2 separate regions of the Mus musculus genome follow, and region 2 is linked to region 1. The links are chromatin contacts, called in public promoter capture Hi-C maps. All regions are on one chromosome and are shown on one strand. The core of a region is the stretch at or near the end of the contact, and the rest is flanking DNA. Distances in the headings are between cores, read along the strand shown.

Region 1 (6,974 bases), core at 2,607-5,106:
CTGAGGCTTGAGGTTGAAGCAGACATAAAATGCTTCCAAGATTGCTGAGTCTCTGAAGCACCGAACAGGACCGGTGACACACACACCTTTGATCCCAGCACTCTGAAGACAGTGGCAGGTGGATCTCTGGGAGTTCCAGGCCAGCCTGATGAACATACCTGGTCTACACAGGGAGTTCCAGGCCAGTCAGAGCCAACAGTGAGACACTACCTCAAAAATGAAGCTCTGGGACTCTGAGACTGCTCATGTGAAAACCTGAGTTTGATCCCTGGATTTCACCATGCAGAGAACCAAGCTATTCTTCGATTTATGTGCATGCCACACTTACACGTGCACAATAATTAAAATCTTTTGTTTCTAAAATTCATTTTTTATATGTAAGTGTTTACTGTGGAATGTGAGGGTCACACTGGGGCGTGTGTGGAGGTGAGAGGACAGCAGGCAGCAATCAGCCCCTTCCTACCCTGTGAGCTCCCGGGATTGAACTCCAGTCATGAGGCTCGGAGGCAAGTGCCTTCACATACTGAGACACGTCACTGGACTGTGATCTGTTTTTTTTTTTAATGTACTCTGTGGGCATTTAGCTTAAAAAAAATCTTTCTCTACAACTTTAAACGTGTTTCTCAAAAAATATTTTTTAAAGATTTATTTTATGTATATGGGTACACTGTAGCTGTCTTCAGACACACCAGAAGAAGCCTTTAGATTCCATTACAGGTGGTTGTGAGCCACCATGTGCTTGCTGGGAATTGAACTCAGGATCTCTGAAAGAGCAGTCAGTGCTCTTAACCCGCTGAGCCATTTCTCCAGCCCTCAGAAAATATTGTAAATCACAATCTAAGTCATGCCTTTAACATGAATACAACCTATCTCAAAAAAAAAAAAAAAAAAAAAATCTAAACATGAGGACCTGAGTTTCCAGAACCAGAGGTAAAAACCCAGAAGCAGGATCTAGCACAAGTGTACTCTCCGGATGCCAAAAGCTAAGATAGGAAAGAGTGTGAGTTCGAGGCCAGCCTAGGCTGCTACAGGTTCCTGGCCAGCCTAAATTTGCAGAGTAAGACACTGTCTCAAACCCTACTCCAGCCCCACAAACTTTCTAAACTATCCTGGTAAATTCATTTGTTAGTAAAGGGACACCGTCAAGCAGAGACAAAAGGCAGGCCCTGCTCCCCACCCTTAGAAATAATCAGGTCCTAGAACTCAGACAAGCAGACTCTAACCTGTGGCCAGCATCACATCCACAGAATGACCCATTCTCCCATAAGCATACACTGACTTATTATAAAATCTGAGTTGGGTAAAGCACTGTGCACCAAGGCAACACACGATGGCCACTCCCCCCCCAACCCCCCCAGCATCCTTACTTAAGGCCCAGGGCCTGTTTCATCTTTGTCCATGTAGTAACCTGGCAAATAGGAAAAAGGACTTACGTACTTTGTTTTGGTTTTTAATTTTTAAAGGAGTAGGTTTTATCTCTTCATTGTTTTGCTTTGCTTTTTGAGACAGGGTCTCAAGTATAGAGCCCAAGCTGGCCCTGAATTTGAATAAATCAGGCTTTGGCCTCCTGACAGCTGGGATTATAGTTATGCCCCGCCACTCCCAGGTAAGGAGGCTGGTTTGAAAAGTTAACTAATATTGACCATCTACACCAAAAGTAATCTATGCATCCTTTGAAGCCAGGCACCTATAGAGGAATGATCAGAGATGCCGCATTGCTGGTATTAAAGACAGGACAGGAACCAAGGGCAAACCAAGCAAACAGCCTAGGAGCTGGGAACAGAAGCGAGGAAACGAGGCTCAGCTAGAAAGTCATGCTGCTGTCATCCTCTACCGTGGTAAGAACTGTGTTAGACTTCCTAACCACAGAACCAAAGAATGACTGCAAGGCTTTAAATGCTAAGTGGATGTGAACAAAGCAGCAATGGAAAATTCAAACACACTGAACCAAAGGTTAGTCACATGGCCTCAAGCCTGCACTGAGCACTTACTAGTCACAAAGGGGAGAAGGGCTTCGTCTACAAAGGAAGATCTGGAAGCTGAAAATGTACCTCTGTGGTGTAAGGCTTGTATAGCATTCAGGAAGCCCTGTGTCCAAATCTCCAGGGAAAGTATCAGCTCCAGATATCCTACAGGACAACTCTTCAAAACTGGCAATGTCTCCAGAAATAGCAAAAAGGTTGTTCTCTGCTAAGAGTCATTATGACCAAATGCCACTTGTGAACTTTGCTGAGTCCTAAATCAAGTTATAAATAACATTAAGACTCGTTTGAGAAAATACAACTCTTGGTAAACCCTCTGGCTTCACTTTTGAAGTGTTTACGTGAGTGATGGTGCTGATCTATACAGGAGGTCGTTTTCTTTTTCTTTTTTTTTTAAAGATTTATTTATTTAATATATATAAGTACACTGTAGCTGTCTTCAGACACTCCAGAAGAGGGAGTCAGATCTTGTTACAGATGGTTGTGAGCCACCATGTGGTTGCTGGGATTTGAACTCAGGACCTCTGGAAGAGCAGTCGGTGCTCTTAACCACTGAGCCATCTCTCCAGCCCAGGAGGTCGTTTTCATTCCTCGCTAAATATTTAAGAATGTAACATAATGATGTCTGCCATTTATATTCCAATAATTCATCCAAACTTATCTTCTGTTTGACTTCTTTGTTATTGTTTTGTCTTAAAACAGAGTCTTTCTCTATAAAACTCTGCAGTCCTGAACTCATGTCTGTAAATCAGGCTGGCCTTGAAGGCAGATCCACCCTCCTCTGCCTCCCAAGTACCAGAAATTAAGGGTTTGAGCTACCAAACTAAGCTCAAAAATTATACATATACACATTCATTTATTCATTTTCTCTTTCTTTCTAGAAGAGAAAGAAAAGGTATAGTACTAACAGTTGTTGAAAGAATGTGGCATGTATCATTCAGACAGTACAACTTTTTAAATTACAAAGGTAAGGAAGAAGGCGTGCCCTGGATCCCTCCACTACCCACCTTTCTTCCCAGGTCCCTTACATACTGCCCAGGGTGCAATGAACAGCTGGTGTTCTTCAGCTGGCCTCCACACTTCCACAAGCACATACTATTTGCTGCGGGTTTACTCACAATTCAAGCTCAATAGCTAAAATCTGATTTTGTTATAAGAGAGAAACACATGACTAAAATTCCAGAAAAACAGGTCAACCATGAGGACAGAGTCATCTTTGACGACCTTATTACAGGGATTAGTTTGTGCCTTCTTCTCTTCTGCCATTTCTCTTGTTCCATATAATCTTTACATTCTTATTTTGAGCTTCATCCTTTCTATTTATGCCTGGAGAGAGAGTCACAAGCACGGCAGGAAACTGGACAAAAAACAGGACTGGTGGCATCAGGAGCTACTACAGAAACCACACCGCCTTTGGCTCCCAGCCCTAGTACTGGGAAGATCACAGGCAGCCTGGACCCAGGCTCTCCTCCTTCTCCCTGCACTCCATATGGCAGCTGTCTGACATCAAAGAAGGTGGGAGAGATTCTCTACATTCTCCAGACTGTTCCCACTCCTTCCCTTGAATTGTGGAAGAATCCATGATGTCTCAATCAGCCCTTCCGCAATCCCTCCTTTCCTGAATGCTAAGAATGCTTAACCCCAAGTGAAGGGCTGCAGAGCAGAGGAGCAGCAGCAAGGAGGACTAACAGCAGGCCTCCCCGAGGAGGGAGAACACCAGCTAAATGTCACATGCCTTCCAGAATAGCACCAAGGAATAAAAACTGAACTTGTAAATGAAATTAGGTTGCTCTTTTGAACTGCCAGTCTAGCTAGACAGGAAAAGGCCCAGCATGGTTTCTATGAGTGCCTATGCTGTTCTTAATAGGGAGGACACAATCAAGCCAAAGCAAACATCTGTTAACCAGTCAAGTCTGTTAATGAAACAATACTGCAGCTGGTTTATCAAAGATCAAAAGTGGAGCAAATTAGGAAAGGGATGTTTGAACAAAGATGGTTTCTGAAGAATAGCAGCTCAAGAATTTTAAACCCACTTGTCAAATTAACACAGTTCCCTCCTGGATCCCCTCGGAGCACTGATCAGGGTTTGCCCTGACCTCTGTAGAGACCAGCTTCGGTTTAATCCAACGTTGTTTCATCTAATACTTCTTTCTGTCTCATTCCACACTCTCAAAAACATAACCTTTCATAAACAAAATACAATGTACGCTGTGCACTACATCACAGCCTACTAATTACGATGTTTACTTTTATAAAGATCAACAACAATAGGCAGTTTCCCAGTCCTGGCAACTTCGCAGCAAAGTGTTTCCTACCCACGCAGAAGCATCAGTGCACGGCAAGGCCACCCCTTCCTCTGAGGCACATGGACCAACTTCCTGCCACTGCCTGGAAGCAGCAAGAGCACCCACATGCAAACACGCACGCACTTTCCTCCCGGTCTTGCAGACAGAGTGCCATCAGCAGATTACATGGCTGGCTCATTTGCTAACTCTTATCTGGTAAGCTAATTGCTGTTTATGTGAAATATTAATGGATAGGAGAGATGAAAGGCCCGAGAAGATTTCAGATTCCTATTTTAAATCTTGGTGTGACTGGAAAACAATTTTACCAAATCTACTCTAGTTTAATGTTCAAGACTTAAAAAATGAAGCATAGAAACACAACAAAATCATGGATTTTTACAAGCAAAATTGTCATCTCAATGATAAAAACAATTATATCTCCCATGTGTTAGTGATAACATACAAAGATAAAATAGATTTAAAAAAAAAACACAACAACTCAGACTTCCATTTTGAGAACATTTAAAGTGTATCATCTGCTGAAGTCTGGAGGAAAAAAATAAAAATAAAATCTTTGCCATTCAAGATAAAATCAGAATAAATCAGCAAACAACACATAACTGTTAAAATAACCTCAAAGCTAAAAATACTGACTTTCTTGGTACTAAAAGTATCACAGCGTAGGAACAAGGCTCCGTAGGAGTTTTTGCCTAATGAGCATAAGGTCTTCTATTCTATTCCCAGCAACACACACGCGCGCAGTTATAAAGTCATGTAGGTACAGAGAGTACAAGTATCAATTCCTCAAAGTTGGTGCTCCTCAGGACAGGATTAGTGTTGTGGGAAAGGCATCAAAAACATCAAGCACACCTAAGATCTAAAGAGTTACAGGAATGTCCACCACGCCCTCTACAATCAAACCTTCCGACACGACGCTGTTGCTCTCCAGAAGCTACTTCAAGAAGCCTAGACAAGTTCTATCTTGATAACAGTTCAAAAGTAGAACAAGCTGCCATGCTTCAAGTGCAATAGAAAGACCCAGTCACTCACTTCATCTTCCGCTTGACCTGGCTGCCTAGCTGGAGAAGTCCAAGAGCTCCGCGGTGACTGGACCGGTACTGCCCAACGGCAAAGGCTGCCCTGGCGCACTGCACCCTTCTAAAGAACTTCTCGAGCTTAATTACAGGAACAACAGGATCCACAAGCTTGCTTCCCTGACCTTGGAACTGTGAGCATTGATCCACCTGATCTTTTACACTGTAATAGGTTTCACCATTCTAAAACCGACTTTTTATCCATGTCAATGCCAAAATTCAGAGAATTTTGAAAAGCATATTTCATAATATTTAAGGCTGTATATTCAACTTCCAGTTGGATACATATAGCTAAATATTCTTTGAGAACAACGAGTCTTTGATACAAAGCACATGAACTGAAGTCAACATAAAAAGACACTGACTGGGACTCTAATTGAGACCCTTCACAAAGTACCAACTAAAAAATTCCCAGAGGCAAGATGAGGGATAAGGGGTTAGAGAAAAGAAAGCAGCAAAAACAATGTAAAATGTAAAATCTGTGGTCTGGTGACTGAATCTGACATAGGATGGGACTGTGTCTCTTTTCTTTTCTCTTTCTTTCTTTCTTTCTTTCTTTCTTTCTTTCTTTCTTTCTTTCTTTCTTTCTTTTTTTGAGACAAGTTTTCTCTGTGTAGCCCTGGCTGTCCTGGAACTCACTCTGTAGACCAGGCTGGCCTCAAATTCAGAAATCCACCTGCCTCTGCCTTCCCAGTGCTGGGATTAAAGGCGTGGCCACCATGCCCGGTGGGACTGTCTCTCTGCACAGGAATCCTTCACAAGGTCACACCGCCCTGCCCACAGTGCCCAAACACATTTCGGGGGGGGGGGGGGGGGGGGCATGACAGTGTCACATGATCTTAGCACTTGGGAGGCTGAGGCAGAAGAATTAGGCCAGCCTGGGCTACATAATATATCTGGAGTTCCCCTACTTTACAGTGCACTGGAAATACACAAAGATTTGACCTTCAATAAATTTTAGGATGATACTCTCAACAAAGTGAAATACTAAGGAATCTGCTTAAAATTGAACTAAACTGACTTTATAAAAATGCTAAAGCCCAGATGTGCAAATGGAATCTTACTGCTACAAAGTGTGATAACTGAAGTCTCTCAGAATATTTGACTTTCCAAAGTCCTCATAATCTGACCTAATTGAGCTTTACCACTTTTAATGAGAAACATTAATACTATCCTTTAGGAGTTCCCGTGCCCAGTCAAAGATAAAGTTTTATCTTCAGTGGTTTAATTCATTTTCCTATCATCTCAGCAGAGAAAGGTTTCTTAAATAAATATCAAGACTTTCATGCTAAGAAGGGAGAATAGTGATCCCTGATTAGAATTCCAGAGTCTCAGAAGAGCTGACGTACATGCCAGGAAGCCGAGGCCTCCTATGTTAGCTTCCACTGTGCCCCTCCTGCACAGGAGTGAGGATGCTGTTAAATCTAATGAGGCACAGACTTCCCTGCTGCATTTCCAGTTTGATGATATTATAAACCGCACTTGCTTGGGGAAAAAAAAAAAAAGTAAGAAGCCCATCCCAACTACCAGATTTCAAATGCTGGCAGTCTATTTGCTGGAGGAAAACTGTTTCTGACCTACTGAAGAACTGCAAGAGAGACCTCCACCATTCA
Region 2 (6,974 bases), core at 1,131-3,630, 270 kb before region 1:
TTGCATTCAAAGAAAGAAAACATAGGGAACCAAATCCTCGCTCTCCTACTCTGATGATACGCTCTGGTGTTAGCCAGAGTATGGTAGTACAAAAAGAGTCTTGTTGTGATATAAAAGGCAATAAACACATCAATGGAATAATGTTCATGGGCAGCCAAGATGAAGAAGATTCCAAAGAGGTTGAGAACCCAGGATAGAGTGTGCAAGAAATTCCAGCTTCTTGGTGTATCTAGGAAAAGGACAGAAGGACCATTTATTTAATAACACATTCCTGCCAAGCTTCTTAGCCACGTTTCTCAGGGTAGGCTCTAAGCTTCTGCTCCCCTAACCTCTGCCCCACACCCTTTATTTCAGCTCTGTCTCATGTGGCCCAGGCTGCTGACCTGGATGTGTAGCTGAGGATGAACTTGAACTAGGATCTACAGGCATCTGCCGTCACACCTAGCTTTATGTGGTGCTGGGGATCAAACCTGGGGCTTCACATGTGGCAGGCAAGCACTCCAGACTGAGTTGCATTCCACCCCAGCCGCCTATTCTTTCTCACTTCCTCCCTAGTTCCTTCTCTGCAACAAGCTATCTAATATGCATAGGAGCATTAAAGATATACTTACACTCTGTGACAAAGAAATTCAGCATGGTTAGAACAACTGTGTGGCCACTGAACATGTAGTCTCCACAAGTGTGGACGCCAGTCAGAGTCATTCCAAAGCCGCTCCAGATGGCAAATGCCCGTCGTAGTTTCTCCCACACACTTCCATATATCTACAAAGAACGCTGTGAGTTAGTTCTTCAAATGCTTACTGAGGCTCAGAGCTTGCCCAAATCCATTTCAGGCAATTCATGATTCAGAAATAAGAGCATCCAGGTAAAGGCAACTGGTCTAACTCAGCTAATTCAAGGTGGGCCCAGAGAATTACCAGAGCTTGACTGTACTTAGAAAATGCTAATTAAATGAAATCATCCTAATTCAAACTCCTTTACAGTAGTTCCTTTAAAGTAAAAAGGTCAAGGCAGGCGTACAGCGTATGTTCATATACCAACACCTCAGAGGCAGAGGCCAGTATATCTATCTTTGTGAGCTTGAGGTCAGCCTGGTCTACATATCGACAACCAGGGCAACCAGGGTTGCACAGAGAGACCGCATCTCAAGATAATAACAAAAGCAAAAAGTGCAAAGTCAATGCCAAGAATGACGGCACATGTTCAGAATCTCAAGGCTTCACATGTTCAGAGTCAGATGCAGAGGAGCAGGAGTCCAAGGCTAGTCTTGGTCACAGAGGACAGCCCAGGTTATGTGAAATTTTATCTTAAACCAACAAGCAGCCAGGCAGTGGTGGTGTACCCCTTTAATCCAAGCACTTGGGCGGCAGAGGCAGTCACAGATCTCTGAGTTCAAAGCCAATCAGATATATAGAGCAAGTTCCAAAACAGTCACAGCTACTCAGAAAAACCCTGCCTCACATAGTCACTGTAAATTAAGAACATCCCCAGTGTTAAGACCTAGGTAAAATGTTAAGGCCTAGGTTGTCTGTATAGCAGCCATTTTGTGCTGTTACTGTTGTAAGGAAACTTTGTCATGTGCTGTTACTAGGACCCTTTCTCATTCCTGAACTGACTACATATTCTGTTACCTTCTGCGCTTTGATGCTCCTGGAACCTAATCACAATAGAGACCAGTTAGAACTCCCTTGTTTACTTAGTCACAATAAGCTTGGACCCGAACCAACAACCCGGCAACACTTACTGCATCTAGGTATGAACTGTTTTGTTTCTTGCCTTTATAAGCTAACCCTGGGATGGACCCCAACATAAGAACGACACCTGCACCAATACAAGAAACCATTTGGAGTAAAACTTCCATTTTGAGTAGGAGGTTGAATGAATCCTAGACAAGGCAAGTCCCCTGCCACAGTGGACACCCCAACCAATGAGGACAGGATAAGTGTACTACAAAGACGTTGTTCCTATGGAAGTCCCTATCCCTCAATCCTGACTGGCAGAATAACTTAGCACAGATGTTCGTATCTCAGGCTTAAAAGCTCTATAGGAGTCTAGCTGGGCACCACAGTTCAGCTTCTGAGTCTGTACTGTGTCCCTGATGGTTCAGTCTTAGGGTGTGTGTTCAATAAACCAGCCCTGTTTGACAGACGTCCGTGTCTGAGTAGTTTGTGCAACAACTTCCAGTCCCTAACAACTACATTTTGCTTTATTTACTTACTTTTCTCCCATAATGTCCGTGTTTAAATCTCTATTAAAATATTTTAATAAGCTCTAACGTTCTTTAAAAAAAGAAAAATATTAAAAAGAAGCAGCAAGGAAATGAACTATGCTGTAACTTCCAGGCTGTCATTTATTAACTATTCTCCCTGTCCTCACTGTCACAGAAACTCAGACACTGGCGAGGCCATGAACTCAACCAGATCTTAGCCCTCCAGGCCTTCCCTATAGCTACAGGGAGCCATGTTCTGTACAATAAGTTGTACGCAAAAATGTGAAAGCTCTATAGGATGGCTACTAGAGGAGCTCTTTTCTACCACCCCATTTGCCTTCTACTGACTACCCAAACATAGCAACTGACGCTCCAGCAGCCATGGAGGACCACAATCTGGCTTTGAGATGCAAGTCTCAGGTAGGATAGAAGAGGAAGACCAGAGGGTTACAGATGTTTCATAAGTCAATCATACCAGAACATTTGTGTGTGTGGGGGGGGTGAGGGGTGAGGGGGGGTGAGGGGGGGGTGGGGGAGCGGTTAAAAAGGAGAGATATTTTGAGACAGGGTTTCTCTGTGTAGCTCTAGCTGTCCTGGAACTTGCTCTGTAGACCAGGCTGACCTCAAACACAAGAGATATGTTTGCCTCTGCCTCTGAGTTCTGGGATTAAAGGTGTGCACCACCACCACTGGGCTGGATAGTATCTTAACAGGGGACAAACAAGTAATGCTAGTCCCAAATAATTACCACTCAGTAATTCAAGCCTTTTCATTTTTTCCCACTCTGCATTTCTCATACATCCTTCTAGAAACAGAACTGAAATAGAAAAGAATGAATAGGAAGCTGTCTAGATACAATATGCAAATTAGCTTTGTGTTGCTAAGTTTTAAAAATAGGCATGTTCTTAGTTCTGTCTTGGTTCCATGATTTTAAGCCATTAATTTATCACAATGAAATGCCTCTGGATGGTCTCAATGTAAGGGATTTGACATCTGGCTTTTATCCCATAATGCTCTACTTTTTATGATTGCTATAAATAATGTAGGTCAATAGGCAGGTTACATTATACTTTAAAACAATTAGCAGCATTTAGGGCAGATTTAGATGGAAATATCCATACGTTAACTAATTAATAAAAAGTCACTGGAGACTGAAAGAAAGCTGTCCAAACAGAAGCGTGACATCTAATTTGTTCTAATAGCATAAGATAAGTTTCTTTGCACAAAGATCCAGCTTTCTCTTAAGTGGCTATTCTGATAAACCTCCTTAGGTTTATCAGGAAATTCTTATCCATATAACAGGAAAGCAAAATGTTCCACCTCAAATACATTCCTTTCAGATCTGGATCTGGTTATTCATAAAACTGCACTGGGTAATAGGTTTAAAAATCTCTCCTTGAAGCCGGGCAGTGGTGGCGCACGCCTTTAATCCCAGCACTTGGGAGGCAGAGGCAGGCAGATTTCTGAGTTGAAGGCCAGCCTGGTCTACAGAGCGAGTTCCAGGACAGCCAGGGCTACACAGAGAAACCCTGTCTCAAACAAAACAAACAAACAAAAACAAAACAAAACAATTCTCCTTGAATAAAAAGCAGTATCTATCTATATTAGTTTAAGCAGCAGATGCAAACACAAAAGTGTGGGGAACCTCCAGATCTGCCTAGGAAAGACCTTGTGCAGAAGGCAGACATTGTGGGTCTGACACCTTCCAGTCCAGGCACAGACGGCCCATGTGTCCACATGCTGCTACCTGGAAAATCTTGTCAGGACAATAACACTGTCACTAGTGACCAAGCAGTTCCTTTCCTGATCTTGCCAAGGTTGGTATTACCACTTCAAAAGCCCCACGCATTGTTCCTTTACATAGGAAAGACATGAAGTTTATGTCAACATGTTGGCAGAGGCTCCTAACTTTGTACATAGCTCTGGAGTATTATTAAATTTATGTGCCCTTTCTTTTGTTAGTCATCGAGACTAAAACTGTCAAACTTTCAGAGGGGAAACACAACTTCATTACAGTTTGTTTACAGTTTCGTTTGAATTTCCTAATCAGTTAGCATACTATTGGGGGAAAATGTTTTTACCCTCACTTCAGACCATGTACAGAAACAATTGGGGGAGATTAGAGTCTATATAAAAATGAAGACCATGGGCTGGTGAGATGGCTCAGGGGGTAAGAGCACCCGACTGCTCTTCCAAAGGTCCGAAGTTCAAATCCCAGCAACCACATGGTGGCTCACAACCACCTGTAACAGAGATCTGATGCCCTCTTCTGGTGCGTCTGAAGACAGCTACAGTGTACTTACATATAATAAATAAATAAATCTTAAAAAAAAAAAAATGAAGACCATAAACCGTTAGCTACTCTTTCCTAGCTGGCAATGAGTACGACGGATAGACACTAAGCAGTGTGGGTGCAAAAGGGAACCAAGTGGCTGCTGCTAAGGATGCAGGGGAGCTCTCCATCCTCAGTCATCCCCATCTCCACTGCCATCGAGGTTCCAAGTGCTGTGACAGTCAGTGCAGTGGACTCTGGATCACGTACTTGTTCTAAAACAGTCAGAGGACTCTTGGTGAGTCAAGGACTCCTTAGCTGTCACAAGGAGGCCCAAAGCAGAAGAAAAGCCTGGCATGCCTGCCTTCTCTGCATATTCATCTCATTTACTGTGGGCGAGTCACATGCCTAACTTCTCAAAGGCATATTAACCACGGCTTCTACTCAACGCAATTCAGCTCTCTTCAAGGCTGAGATGAAGGTACAATGAAACACAAGGATGAAAACTGAGGCACCTATTGTCAGCTGTCCCAGTGTCCCTTCCAAACTTATTGTCCTAAACTTGAAGTGATGCTGGAGCCTCACAGGCAGGTTACCCCATCGTGAAATCACAAGCAAGAGCAATCATGTTATGAGAGCTGGCTTATCTCCTCAAGCAATAACAAGGACTGAGGTAATCACCAACCAGACCACACTTAGACCAAGGCAGCCTTACTATGTGTACTTCTCATGATTACCTCAAATTTTTCTCTATTTAAACCTAAAGTTCAATTGGTACCCTAAGACGGCAGTTGGTGATGGTGGTGGGTTTGTCACTGGATCCCGGTGTCTGTTCCTCTTCCCAAAGTGGCTGCAAAGACTGTCTTGCAGCAAGTACCCCTGTCCCTTTAAGTGGTACACTGAATGGGTGGGTGGCTCAGCTTAGCCTGCTGGACTGGGAGGTTGGTCAGTACCAAACCTCGGAGGTTAAGAATATATATTGTTCTTTTCCAGGACCCCAGTGAGTGCCTAGCCCTCATCAAGGATGGCTCACAACTGCGTCTGACTCTAGCTCCAAGGAATGCATCACCTCTGGTCTTTGTGGGCACTCAAACACGTGTGCATATCCAGACAGAGACACATACACACAATGTTAAAAATTAGTCTTTAAAACTTAAACCAGGCATGACAGTGCACAGCTTTACTCTCAGCACTCAGGAGGCAGAGGCAAGAGGCAGGAGGCTTTCTCAAGGGCAGTTTAATCTAAAAACCAAAGTTTTAGAACAGCCAGGGGTAGACATTGAGAAACTCTGTCTTAAAAAACAAAACAAAACAAAACAAAACAAACAAACAAAACCAAAAATGAAACACAACAACAACAAAACTCAACCAACCAAAAAAAAAAAAAAACAAAAAAACAAAAAAAAAAACCTTTGATAATCATTTAAGGCTATAAATCAAAGAAATAATTGTTTTAAAGACAAAGATAGCCATGAACACAGCTAATAAATTGGGTCAGTAATACAGGAGACACTCATGGTAGTGCCCTACAGTCTACTTTAAAGGAATGTATTTAAAGTAGCCGGGGGGGGGGGTAAAGTTATTAATACAACTAAATTAAAGTTATATCTTTTTTGTTAATGTAATTTCTAAAACAAAGTCGATTTTCTCAATTGCTTAAAAGGAGATTACAGAGAGCAGTAACCAGGAATGTTTGGAGAAGCTTACAGATCTGTCTGCGTACAAAGCCAAGTAATATAGGGAAGGAACGTCACTCTGATGATGTGTTTTCAGCAGGGTCTCCTATCTCAGGCTGACTGGGCCTCACTATGTGCTCCGGCTGGCCTCAAACCTGCCAATCTCTTGCCACAGCCTCCTTTGTGCTGGGATTACAGGCAGGAGTTGGCATGCCTAGTTCCTGGTGACTGTTTTTCATTGTTTTGTTTTGCTAAGGAAATGCATGAATGGATCTGGCAAGATGGTTCAGTGGGCAGAGACACTTGTGAGCAGACCTGATGACTGGACTTCAAACCCTGGTTTCACAAAACAAGGAGAGAGAACTGGCTCTCAAGAGCTATCCCCTGATCCGTTCTTGCTTTGGCATGTGTGCGCCCACACTTGCATGTGATGTGAGTACACACATACACACCCCCTAACTTTAAGATGTTTTGACAGGCGTTTTTTTGAGTAGTGTCTGGAGGCTGTAAAAAGCAAACTCGGACGATGCTCATCACTGTTCTTCAGAAACAACAAGCTACAGAAAAAGCACAAGGTTACAACTGCACCTCTGAAAACTACCTTTGTTCTTTTGCCTTATTTTTTATTTTAATTTTTAATTTATTTTTTACACTCTATATTCCATTCCCCCCAACCAAAATTAGCTTTTTTCAAGTACACATTTTAGAACTATGTATCACAATTTCCAATGCGCCTATCATTAATAATAATTCTATTTCCAAAAACTTAGAGGTAAACATAGTGCTTGCCTAGCATGTATAAGGCCTTGAGATCAAG

What was found. Capture Hi-C pulls out chosen DNA fragments and counts their contacts.
Region 2: a promoter capture Hi-C map of liver shows a contact between it and region 1. The contact joins two enhancer-like sites. A contact is called at or near these places in 1 of 484 Hi-C or Micro-C datasets (granulocyte-monocyte progenitors) and 1 of 9 other capture datasets (liver).

The regions. Positions count from the first base shown.
Region 1 is chr14:21,520,818-21,527,791 of GRCm38.p6, reverse strand. All of the region lies in intron 2 of Kat6b (K(lysine) acetyltransferase 6B), which reads right to left. Among named protein-coding and RNA genes, the nearest start is that of Kat6b, 25 kb to the right of the region's middle. Within about 2 kb of position 3,856, at least 137 of the 459 cell types and tissues checked have an H3K27ac peak or open chromatin away from gene starts, as enhancers often do. A contact at or near this core is called in liver, where this site is marked.
Region 2 is chr14:21,786,192-21,793,165 of GRCm38.p6, reverse strand. Samd8 (sterile alpha motif domain containing 8) reads right to left here. Exons shown (of 6, transcript NM_026283.3): 5 at 612-762; 6 at 1-229. Among named protein-coding and RNA genes, the nearest start is that of Gm23502, 23 kb to the left of the region's middle. Within about 2 kb of position 2,380, at least 11 of the 459 cell types and tissues checked have an H3K27ac peak or open chromatin away from gene starts, as enhancers often do. A contact at or near this core is called in liver, where this site is marked.